3 separate regions of the Zea mays genome follow, and regions 2 and 3 are each linked to region 1. Evidence: chromatin contacts called from public Hi-C data. All regions are on one chromosome and are shown on one strand. Each heading gives the region's core, a stretch centred on a gene start, on an enhancer-like site or on the middle of the called end of the contact. The rest is flanking DNA. Distances are from core to core; before and after follow the strand shown.

What was found. Hi-C and Micro-C count contacts between places; a contact is called where the count stands out from the background.
Region 2: a contact with region 1 is called in a Hi-C map of leaf, with 7 times the contacts expected there. The contact joins the promoter of LOC100280284 here to the promoter of LOC100272892 in region 1. A contact is called at or near these places in 9 of 25 Hi-C or Micro-C datasets (bundle sheath, ear, endosperm and 2 more).
Region 3: a Hi-C map of ear shows a contact between it and region 1, with 2.1 times the contacts expected there. The contact joins the promoter of LOC100272315 here to the promoter of LOC100272892 in region 1. A contact is called at or near these places in 3 of 25 Hi-C or Micro-C datasets (ear, leaf and tassel).

Annotation. Positions count from the first base shown.
Region 1 is chr1:93,618,455-93,622,394 of Zm-B73-REFERENCE-NAM-5.0, forward strand. It overlaps LOC100272892, which reads right to left and starts at 1,441. Exons shown (of 6, transcript NM_001147345.1): 1 at 666-1,441; 2 at 418-567; 3 at 225-307; 4 at 1-97. The coding sequence starts at 453.
Region 2 is chr1:93,486,736-93,490,466 of Zm-B73-REFERENCE-NAM-5.0, forward strand. LOC100280284 reads right to left here and starts at 1,751. Exons shown (of 5, transcript NM_001153212.1): 1 at 1,203-1,751; 2 at 134-395. The coding sequence starts at 1,507. It also overlaps a transcript of LOC100283107 not described here.
Region 3 is chr1:93,788,111-93,791,891 of Zm-B73-REFERENCE-NAM-5.0, forward strand. It overlaps LOC100272315 (Flavin-containing monooxygenase FMO GS-OX5), which reads left to right and starts at 1,685. Exons shown (of 7, transcript NM_001365722.1): 1 at 1,685-2,418; 2 at 2,522-2,592; 3 at 2,674-2,823; 4 at 2,931-3,013; 5 at 3,124-3,256; 6 at 3,359-3,532; 7 at 3,647-3,781. The coding sequence starts at 1,878.

The sequences.
Region 1 (3,940 bases), core at 191-2,690:
GTACTTTGGGGGGAAGACGTGCTTGTACAGTGGCCCGACACGGTTGTCGTCGACGGTGAGCCCATCCAGGTCGAGAAACGGGAAATGGTAGCGATACCTGGCCGGGAAAATTCAGTTTCATGCATTGCTTTTTACAATCATATCATCATCATATATACGAAATGCAAGGGAGGAAAGAGATGGTAGGTGCAGGACGGAGAAAACCAGTTTGAGCTCAACCCTACCCTGTGCAGTAAAGAATAACGTCCGCATCCACCACGGAACCTTCAGCAAAGCGGACTTTGCCGTCATCCTGGATGCAGTCCACCTGCTCTCGTGGATGGTATTCGTGTGTCAATGCTCAATACAGATTGCTCTATTCATATAGCGGGAAGGTGTTGTAGAGTAGAGTAGCTATGAAAGTTCAGAGTCGTGAACCTCTGCGTGAATCCAGACATTCTGGTACAGCGCCATCTTTCCCAGCCTGTCCCTGGAGTACCTGTCTGCTACGTGCACTTCCTTGGCGAGACGTGAGATCTCTGAAGCAATGTCGATTCCACTGGTCGAGAATCCTACAACGACAACGTTCTGTGGCTCTTGTGGAAAATTTGTGAGTGGGTGGCACAACGTTACTGATGAGGAATCTTTTGGAGTGCTGGAATCGAATAGGCAGAGGAGAGAAATACCTGATCCCGAAACGGTTCAGGGGTGCGATAATTGTGGCTGTGAATCTGCTTCCCGCTCCAATTGTCAATTCCTGTGACACAAGCATTGGATGCCGGGCACCTCGAAACTCCATTGTATTGGATGAGAAACAAAAGAGGGAAACTAGGAGATGGCAGGCACCTCGAATGCCGGGCACCCTGGGCACCGTACAGTGGCCGTTGCAGACCACGACGGCGTCGAACACCTCCTCCGCCACCTCGCCGTCCTCGCGGCGCCACGAGACCGCCCACCGCTCCCGCTGGCCGAGGGGCGCCCCCGCTGGCCGAGGGGCGCCCCCGCCACGCGCAGCACCTCGGAGCGGAGCCTGACGCGGGCGGCGACGCCGCACTCTTCCGCGAAGGCGTCGAGGAACGCGAGCACCTCCTGGTGGCCCGGGAACGCGCGCGCGTCGCCCGCGAACACCCAGCCGGCCATCGGGAAGTCCGAGAAGCCCATGAGGTCGCGCGTCAGGTTTGTGCGCAGCGACGCGTAGAGGCTTCCGTGCACAGCGCTGGGGGAGCCCGGGTCGCGGCTCAGCGGGTCGGCGTCTGCGCGAGGGTCGTACGCCCAGGTGCCCCCCGCGCGCCCCGACTTCTCGAAGACCGCGACGTCGAGGCCCTCGCGGAGCAGCTGGCGCGCGGCCACCAGCCCTGCAGCGCCCGCGCCGACCACGGCCACCGTGCGCGGCATCGGAATTCGGAGCGGGAAGTAATTTGGACTCTGGTCGGGGATTGGTGGCGTGACGGCTCGGAGCACTGGGAAGTGCGACCGACGGTCGACGGGCCTGCTCCAATGCATCATATGATTGGCGAGCCAACCACCAATCCATCGTATGATTGGCCACGCTATTTTTTTTTGAAAAATATTCGTTTTTCGTAGTTTTTGTTTTTTACAAGAAACTACAATGTTATACTAATAATTACATGTATAATGGATCTATTTGGTTCAGTTTTTTTCCTGAGGAGTTTTTCTGAAAATTGGCTGCGAAAAGAATCTGAGTATCGGAGAAGTAATATAAAAGAGAAAGAATCTGAGTATCGGAGGAGAAAAGATAAAAAAGTCTATATAAGGTTTAGGATGTAGCGACAGTTTTCTACTATCGCAGCGACTCGATCTATTATATGTTCACGTTGATTTTGAACGGTTTTGACTAAAGTGATTCTTATAGAAGCGGACTGAAAAGTTAAGCGTTTGGCAGTCTGCAACATCTTCTGGTGGACAGAAGTTGAAACAAATAGGGGCCAATATTTACCCAACAAAACTTATATCACTATAAGGCTGGATCCAATGCCGGACTATACCGACTTCTGATGAATGTTGCGTACTGCTCGCGACGATTTGGTCGGCTGATTGGTGGATCTATTGTCGTTACCTACCAACTACGTTAGGGCTTGTTCGTTTCACAGTCATTCCATGTGTATTGGGTGGTATTGAGTCGTTTAAATCCATCGCAAGTCAGAATCCATCCCAATACACTCCAATTCACATGGAATTATAACAATCGAACAAAACCTAGAGTGGAACCAGTCGTCATGGATTGGTTGATATCGACTACTCCGTTTGGTGACCGTTGTTTTTTTATAAAGGAAGATTTTATTAATATATTCATGCACATTACATCGACATGATACAAGTTCTTGAAATTTCTTCTAGCCTCTGCTTAAGAAGCACGCATCTTAAAGACAAATAAAGTTGGTAATCCATACACTCTAATGGTAATCAATCCGTAGATTAGACCACCACCCATGAGATCGGGGAAAAAGTCCATGGCCACCGGCATCAAATACTGCTTAGCCTTAACAACCATAGACCGCAACTCCGTCTTCTGTAAAATAGCACATGTTCCAAGCTAATGTGCAATGGAATAAATGATCTGCAATGGAGAATAATTATTTTTCTTTTCCAATACGATATCATTCCTGTGTAACCAAAGAGACCAACAGGTTGTAGCCGCGCCAAGAAAGATATATTTCTATCAAAGCCACTAAGCGAGAAAGCAAACAAATTAGAGACACTATATGGTTTAGATATCCCGAAGGCCATGTGGCTTAAAGCCCAAATCATACGGGCAATCCGATAATCAAAAAATAGGTGTTGAATTGTCTTTATTTCATGATAGAAGCAACATGTTTTGTTTCACTACTAGTAGCGTCTTGCTACATTATCCTTGGTTAGTATCACCCCCTCCCGAGATACCAAAAAAAATTGACCTTAAGTGGGGCTTTTAGTTTCCACGGTCTTTTATTTATATTTGGTATCTCACGCCTAATCAATGCTTGATATTTGATGCTAGTTGGTACCACCACAAATCGGTCGATGCCAATTTGATCCGTCATTACCAATCTAAACTAGTCGACACAGACCATCTTTTGTGATGTGGCGTATCCTGATTGGTCCACATGTTCACATCAACTACATGTTCTTTTAATCTTTTGAAGTCCAAAAATTTGAAAGAATATCCAAAAAATCCTAGAATCTAGTCTATAAATTAGATTTTATTTATAAATTTATGTAACTTTTATTTTTATATTTAAATTATGTATTTTTATTCCTTTTTTGAGTTTTATATTTTTAGTTGTTTTTATGAATTATGTAATTTTATTTGTTTAGTTACATAATCAGATGTATTTTTATTTCAATGAAACATCATAATTTATGTCAACTAAAAGTTCATAAAAGAAAATATAATATGTCGATGGGGTGGTTGTTGGATGACGGTAAAGACTGTGCACTGGCGCACTGCGCTAGAAAATGGATGACGATAGTCGATATAGACCGATTGATAGTTGATGTAGAAATATATATAGCTTGAAAGAGTTAGATATAACCTAACTCTTTATCATAACTTATTCAGTACAATTCTTTCTAAAATATTATACACAAACATGCAATCACTTTTTAGAATATGATGTTTTTTACAAGAAGATAGATCTTTGGGTATGGTTGGTTCAGTTCTAGATTCTTGAAAAATATAATTCTAGCTGTGAGCGGTGAGGAAACTGCTGTGAGCTAATGGGTGTGAAAAGCTAAAAGCTATTTCATTGAGACAACTATTAATTATGAAAGTATGAGGACATGACGATGTGGCGATTAGATAGGATTGGCATCGCCCCGTCCACTTGCGTAAGGAAAATGGACTCCGACCCATTTGACTAATTCCAGTCTGGTGTTGTCTCGACTAGGAAGGCCCCAGTCAAGATCCCAGACGAGCCGCTACAAGATTCGGTTCGGTGGTGCGCCAGACCGGTCCGATGCA
Region 2 (3,731 bases), core at 501-3,000, 130 kb before region 1:
CTGGCATTTTGACTAAAGAAGTTTTGTATGACATAGCTAAGTCAACAAGCTCTCACGATTTCAAGCAAAATGACACAGATTTTGGTTGTATCGGGACAGGTCACAAGTGGAACAACGAAAGTTCAGTACATACCTGGAGCACGAAAAGACCGGTGTGGAAGTAGCACGGGTTGATGAAAACAGCACAGAACTGTCCACATTGGAATAGCTCGTCTGTGTTCTGGAGGAAGATGTTATCGGAATCAATCATGACGACACGCTCGTAGTCCACCAGGGTCCAGGCATAAAGCTTGTTCAGTGTCAGCTTGAACCTCTTGTTGGTCCCTCCTAGGTTGCTCTCGTAAGGATTCCTGAGGTTCTCCACTATCAACACCCTCATGCCATCCTCTTCTGTCCTGCATACGTCCCCTTGTATTGTCAATAGGTGTCTCGTTTCATTTCGCATTTTGCATTCAAAATTCCTAGTTCGTTGAAACAAGTCTTCGTACGAAAGTAAAACAAGTAAGAAAAAAAATGTCCCGTTGACCCTTGTGAAACGATGAAGCCATGTCTTGGGGGACATTCACCGATCGCTATTAATCGTTTGGGACTGACTTTGATACCACCAATGATAAAAGACACAAAAGTGTTGGCTATGAACCTGGTCAGAGAAACTACGGAAAACATTTATTTTTGTACAAACGAAGATCCTCTGTGCAATCACTATAAAAGAAAAAGGAAAGTTGACCAGTGTAAGTGGGTAGCAGAGGATTGAAAAAGTACACGACAGGAAATAGTCAAAGCTTCAGAGCTGTGCATCCATGACAGCATATTCTGTGAGCAACTTTAATAACAAAGTAAGCATTGCAGGATGCAGTGCATATGTCTCGATGTGAGTGGCCGAAGATACCCCCCACAAGAATTTGAAAAAAAAAAACTAGGAGAAGCTTCCTCTCTGCAGGTGGGCCCTGTTCCACTTCCCGAACTAGCAAATCATCGTTCTCCCAGGTACCCGAAAACACGTCACACATCCCCTAGTCTTCGCCTTGAGTTTCTACACTGTAGTTTGCACCGCAACGAGACGCGACGCGGGTTTGCAGTGCGCAATAAAATTATCCGCAAAAAATAACCTTGGAAAGTCTTTGCAAGGAATGGCTTCGAACTCTGGTTTCGCTATTGGTCGACGGAGACGCGTCGGAGCGGACGAGGAAGGCGGCACTCACATTGCGCGGACCCAGTCGCGCGGCACGTCGGCGGAGGCGATGAGGACGCGGTCGGCGTCGGCGCGGACGCGGGGGAGGGAGCGCATCATGACGCGCACGGCGACGTAGAACTCGTAGTCCCGCGGCGTGCCCATGTACATCATCGCGGCGTACGCGTGGCGGTGGCGCGGCGGCGGGCCCTGCACACGCGCCAGGCCCCGCTCCTCGCGCGCCGCCGCGGTCACCACGAGCAGCAGCAAAAGCAGCAGCAGCGACGACGCCGTCGCGAGCGGGCGCCGCCTGGCGACCGGCGGCAGCCCCGCCATCGCCGCCGTTCCGCGGCCCCACTCCCGCGCGAGGGTCGGCTGATCACCGGCCGTTGACTAGCCCCGGCGATCAGAGCGAACCAATAGGCGCCGCGCTGGGGCCCGGCCCGGGGCGCTGCTTGGCCTTTTTGCCTTGCTCGGCAGTCGTCGGCACCACTGGGTATGTACGCCACGCCCGCGGATGGTGTTTGGAGGAGGAGAATCAGAAGCTGAGATACTTGGCTGCCTCGGCACGATGCTTCTGGTTGGCAAAAGCAAGAGAGAGGAGGAGAGAGGGAGGTCAGAGAGGGGAGGGGAAACGGGGCGGCGTTTATTTATGAGTTCTCGGAGTGAGACCTGCCGGAGTAGCAGATGCTTTCCCCTTGTCCCGGTCCAGCGTACGACGCCCGGCACGCCCCCCACCTGGTACGTATCTGACACGCGGGACCTGGTCTCCGGTCGGCCCCGCCCTCCAGCGACCGGCGACGGTCCGGGCAACAACGCTTCCGTTGTCCACTCGTCCCTCCCTCGGCTGCTCGGCATCGAACCGGACGGCGGGGCGGGGACGCTTTCTTGCTTCCTTCCTTCCTTGTACTGTCAACCAGCCAGTGGGCTTGTCCCGTTGTCCACTATTTTCGTATTTCCTTTTGTTGGTCTAATTTCAGCAAAACCGTACACAATGGCTTGTTTCATATTTAATTACAAGTTTAATGGTACATTTACAAGCTTAAGAAGTTTAGTTGCACATATCAAAACATAAAAAATTATTACAATGACATAGACATATTTAACCCTATAAAATAGGGGATGCGAAGCTGGTATATGTCACTGTTTTTAGGGTGGAGTTTGAAATAGTGGAAGAGAGAAGAGATAGAATAGGAGATCAGCTGAAGATGTCCTTAGTCACACATAAAACTGTTGATAAAACTGTTTTGCCAAATAGCTTTTTTTTTAAATTTCCAGCTAAACCAAAGAACGCCGTTTATGAAGCTATTTAAGAAAAGAAGGTAGATTTAACAGTGAGTCTGAGCTGTACCAAATGAGACCTAGGACACGCGAGACAAAGTGCTAAAAAGATACGTACTGTACAATATATCGCAGTTATAGCAGTGAGCACGTTCAATTTAATTTGCGACACGACAAGTTGCATCGTAAACCAGACACCGCCATATGACGACCGGGTGGTGTGCTGTGCTGTGCTGGGCTGGGCGGACTGCGGTGGGTTGGTGAGACGGCTCGGATGGACCACCGGACCCCGTTCTACACGCGCTTGCGAGTTGCAACCCCAACTGCGCAGGGGATATCATGGCTGGCTAGCCGATTGACCAGATTTTTACGCCTCAGATAGTCGGATCGGTTATTTGGTGTATACTATCCATGCAAGCTACCAGGACAGCTGGAGTGGATGCCGTTTGCCTGGGCTTCATTAATGTCGTTCCAATTTTGGCAACTGTAGCTGTAGCTCGAGGTCCCGTGTGGGAGATTTCGTCAGCACTCCCTAGTGTTGCGAATATGGGCCGGGAATATGCGCCGGGCTTTTCGGGTCAGCACGAACACGGTTGTAACACTCAAAATTGTTTACAAGGAATAAATAGCGAATTCCCTATTGTATGTGCCTTATCTGCATCATAAAAAAAAGAACACATATGATTGAGATTTATTTATTTAAAACCAATGGTATTAAAATAAAGAGGAAATGCATCATATTGGATTTTTGTGTGTGCATTAAACAAAATAATAATGATAATGATAATAAGATAATAATTACTAGAAGTTGAATTAAACCCTAAATCGAAAATAGGGTTTTGGAAAAAATAAAGAAAGGAAATATCACATAACACATGGGGAATAAATACTACACATAAATATATCCCCAAATTAGAACTTGTTATGGCACAATATAACCTAAGGATAAATTGGTCACAAGTTTGAATCTAAACTAGAATTTAAATTTGAACTTGAGAAAATCTAAAATGTAAAAGAAAAATAAAAAGAAAAAGGATAAGACACCTAACTAGGCCCTGACCTCATTTTCGGCCCAGTCCCTATTTTCTCTGCGCGGCCCAGTCTTTTTTTCCCTTGCGCGCGCTCGCCCTCCTGCCCACTCTCTGTCGCGTGGGACCCGCGTACCAGCCGCGACTCCGCGCTGGCTCGCTGGATCTCTCAGTCACGGGCAAAGCGGCCCCGTCTGTCAGAACCATCAACCACCTCCGATCGTGGCGCGGCTCATGCGGACCTGCTCGGA
Region 3 (3,781 bases), core at 435-2,934, 170 kb after region 1:
TCATCCCTCAAATGTTGTGGCACATTTGGGACATACTTTAACTCATGATATGTATTCTACCTCTCAAATGCTCTGACATGATTTTGGACCCAAATTAGTTAGTCATGTAGATCCATTGGAAGAAGAAATACATGAAGTTCGCATATGGCATCAATAGAATTTGTTTGCATGGTGTCACTGATGTCATATCAAACTGCTCTTAGATATCAAAAATCCTAAGTGGAGAAGATTGAAAGTCCCATGTTAAAGATATTCAAGAACCTCATATTTAGTTTTGGTAATTGAGGCAACATAGTAAACTAACCTTTACTCTATTATTGTGAGCGATCCAGGTTAAGTACACATCCAAGATTAATCCAGATGACAACCATGGAAATAATGGTGATGGACACAAACAATAATAAACTGCTCAACATATAACGGATGAGGCCAAATATTGGCCATGTTTGGTTCATGGTTCATTTTTAAAATCTCATTCTAGATACTCATTATTAGCCAAACAACCCTTGAATTTGTTATTGGATTTTGTCTCTTCTTAAGTTAACAATAGGATTTGTATTGTATTTCGTGCAATATGTCTCTTCATATTTAATGGGGAACTAAACGATGCTATAAGGGCATCCACAATGGTTGTATCAAATAGCTAGTTGATGTGGAGCTGAGACAAAAATAAAAATAGTAATTTATCTCACAACTAGTATTTGGTCTCACACGTAATACACTTAGTTTCTTGGAATACGTGAAATCTCATATCTATTTATTCGTTGCTAGCTATTCTCCCGTTTCAATCCGCGTAGGTAGGGATGAAAACGGACGGAAAAACCACTCTCCCGTTTCCGTATCCGTATTTTATCATCGAAAACGAGATCGGGTCCGAAATAGTCGGGAACGAAAATGGGAGCGGGATAAACGGAATTGCGAAAACGAATGGAAACGGGAATACTAACGGAAACTCATAATTTAATACAAATAGAAATGTTATTAATGTTTGACTAGTGATTAATTGGCAGAACAATAACATAAAACAAATAGATATAGAGAGGCAACATTCTATTGTTGTTTGGTTGCTAAATGTGTACATTTAGCTATATCTGATGTTATTTAAGACTTTAGATCACTTGTTGAAAAGAGCCGGTGGTTACAATGCCCAATTGTGCTATAATTTGTCACCTAAATACATGAGGATTTAGTTTATATACTAATGCATATTAGGCTCGTCCCATATTTATCAAATACGGAATAAATATGGGTTTAATCCGGAAAAAAAGATCTCGCAAAAACGGACGGAATAAGCCATCTCCCGTTTCCATTCCATTTCCATATTTTTCCGTAAATACAGAAACGGTCGGGTCAAATGTAGAAAACGGTACGGGTCGGAACGGGATTTTTTCCGTTCGTTTTCAACCCTACGCGTAGGAAAGAGAGTGAATCTAGCAAGTGAAATAGCTAGCATTGAAGACGTCCTAAGAGCTTAAGGTAAAGGTTAGTAACGACTCAATGCAAGGGCTCTTTGTCATCATGAGAAAATTGCGTAGGATCTGGCGTCGGTATCCAGCAGCTTACGGACGAGGTATTGTCCAAATGAAGGCCAAGTGAGTTGAACCACGAGTGAGTCGTGTGGTAGGTGTAGGTGTCGAGGCGGGATTATAAGCCAATGTAACCGAAGGATGCCTTAACGAATAACACGATTCAAAATCTTTCCCCCCTTGTTGCCTGTTGTGTTCTTCCACGTTCTTTGCCAAATTCCGGCTTCCTTTTCCATGCCCAAGCATCTCGTTATCCAAGACCGTGACAAGCACCACGGCACCAGTCCGCGACAAGTCAACCAAACGAACCAAAGGCAGAGCTGAACGCGAAAGGGAGGGAGCTCGGATCGGATGCGGCGGCGCGCGGAGGTGGCCGTGGTGGGCGCGGGCGCGGCGGGGCTGGTGGCCGCGCGCGAGCTGCTCCGCGAGGGCCACACCGTGTCCGTCTTCGAGAAGTCAGGCCGCGTGGGGGGCACCTGGGCGTACAGTCCGCGCGCGGACGCGGACCCGCTGGGCAGCGACCCGGGCGCCCCCGGCGCCGTGCACAGCAGCCTGTATGCGTCGCTGCGCACCAACCTGCCGCGCGAGCTCATGGGCTTCTCGGGCTTCCCGCTGGCCGGGCGGGCGTTCGCCGGCGATCCGCGCACGTTCCCGGGCCACCGGGAGGTCCTCGCCTACCTCGACGCCTTCGCCGCGGATTCCGGCGTCGCCCCGCACGTCAGGCTCCGAGCCCAAGTGCTGCGGGTGAGGCCGCTCTGTCCGGGTCGGGGACAGGGGGAGAAGTGGGCGGTGGCGTGGCGCGGGGAAGACGGCGACGTCGCGGAGGAGGCATTCGACGCCGTCGTCGTCTGCAATGGCCACTGCTCGGTGCCTCTAGTGCCCAAGATCCGAGGTGCCTCCTTCTTCCTTCCCCTTTCCTCTCTCCTAACTCCTAAGAACCTACGGAGTAATATCACACGGCAAGAGAACCTCGCAATGTTTGTTTGTTGCTACAGGAATTAACAAGTGGCGGGGAAAGCAAATGCACAGCCACAATTACCGCACCCCGGAACCATTCCAAGATCAGGTACATGTCCTCTGCCTCCTCTTGCTCTTGCAGCTTGTCATCACTCCTCACCAGTTCCAGACTGGCAAACTCTCCTTGCAGAGTGTTGTAGTCGTAGGATTGGGAGCCAGCGGAATCGACATCGCTAGAGAAATCTCACACGTGGCCAAGGAGGTGCACATCTCAGCTAGATACTCGGAGGGCAGGCTCGGAAAGATTGAACTCTATCATAACGCCTGGATGCACAGCGAGGTTCAGCTCTGAACTTCCTTAGCTTCTCTGCTTCATAATTTATTCTTCAAGGCTAAGATACGTCTATGTTAATGGACTAATATGATGAATGTATATATGATAAGCAGATAGAGTGCATCCAAGACGACGGCCAGGTGCGCTTTGCCGAAGGCTCATCTGTGGCTGCAGACACCATTCTTTACTGCACAGGGTACGTACTACGAATACGATTGCAGTTGCACACAAAATGGTGCTCTATCTTTTCCCCTTTGTGAGCACATTTACCACTCCTGAATGAACTGAACCTGCAATCACCTTCAGGTACCGCTACCATTTTCCGTTCCTGGACCTGGATGGGTTCACCGTCGACGACAACCGCGTCGGGCCACTGTACAAGCACGTCTTCCCACCCAAGCATGCACCCAATCTCTGTTTCGTTGGGCTGCCATACAAGGTAGGAGACCTAAATGGATATATGCACATCGTCGAAATCGAAGCCATCTGGTCTAGTCGACTACTAATTCAGAGAGCAAGATTTCTTGCGTGTGCTTCGCAGAGCATCATCTTCCAGGCACTAGAGCTGGAATCCAAGTGGGTCGCCGCCGTCCTGTCGGGGCGTGCCGAGCTGCCGGTGGAGGAGGACATGACGGCCGACGTGGAAGAGGAGTACCAGCGCATGGAGGACGCCGGGAAGCCGAAGCGCCACACCCACACGCTGTGGCCTCGGTGGGTAAGTGTCCGTCCGCTCAATAGACTCTCTCTCGAGCGTAATCCTCGACCGACTCGGCTCGGCTGTGGCTGAGCTCCCTTGCGCATGCCTTGTTGCTATGCTGCGGCCATGCAGGTGGAGTACCTGAACTGGGTGGCGGACCAGGTCGGCGAGGCGCACCTGGAGCCTAGGAAGTGCGAGATGTATGAGAAGGCGCTCAAGTGCGTCTGGTCCCTGGACGAGGGCTACCGTGATCGATGGGAAGAAGAA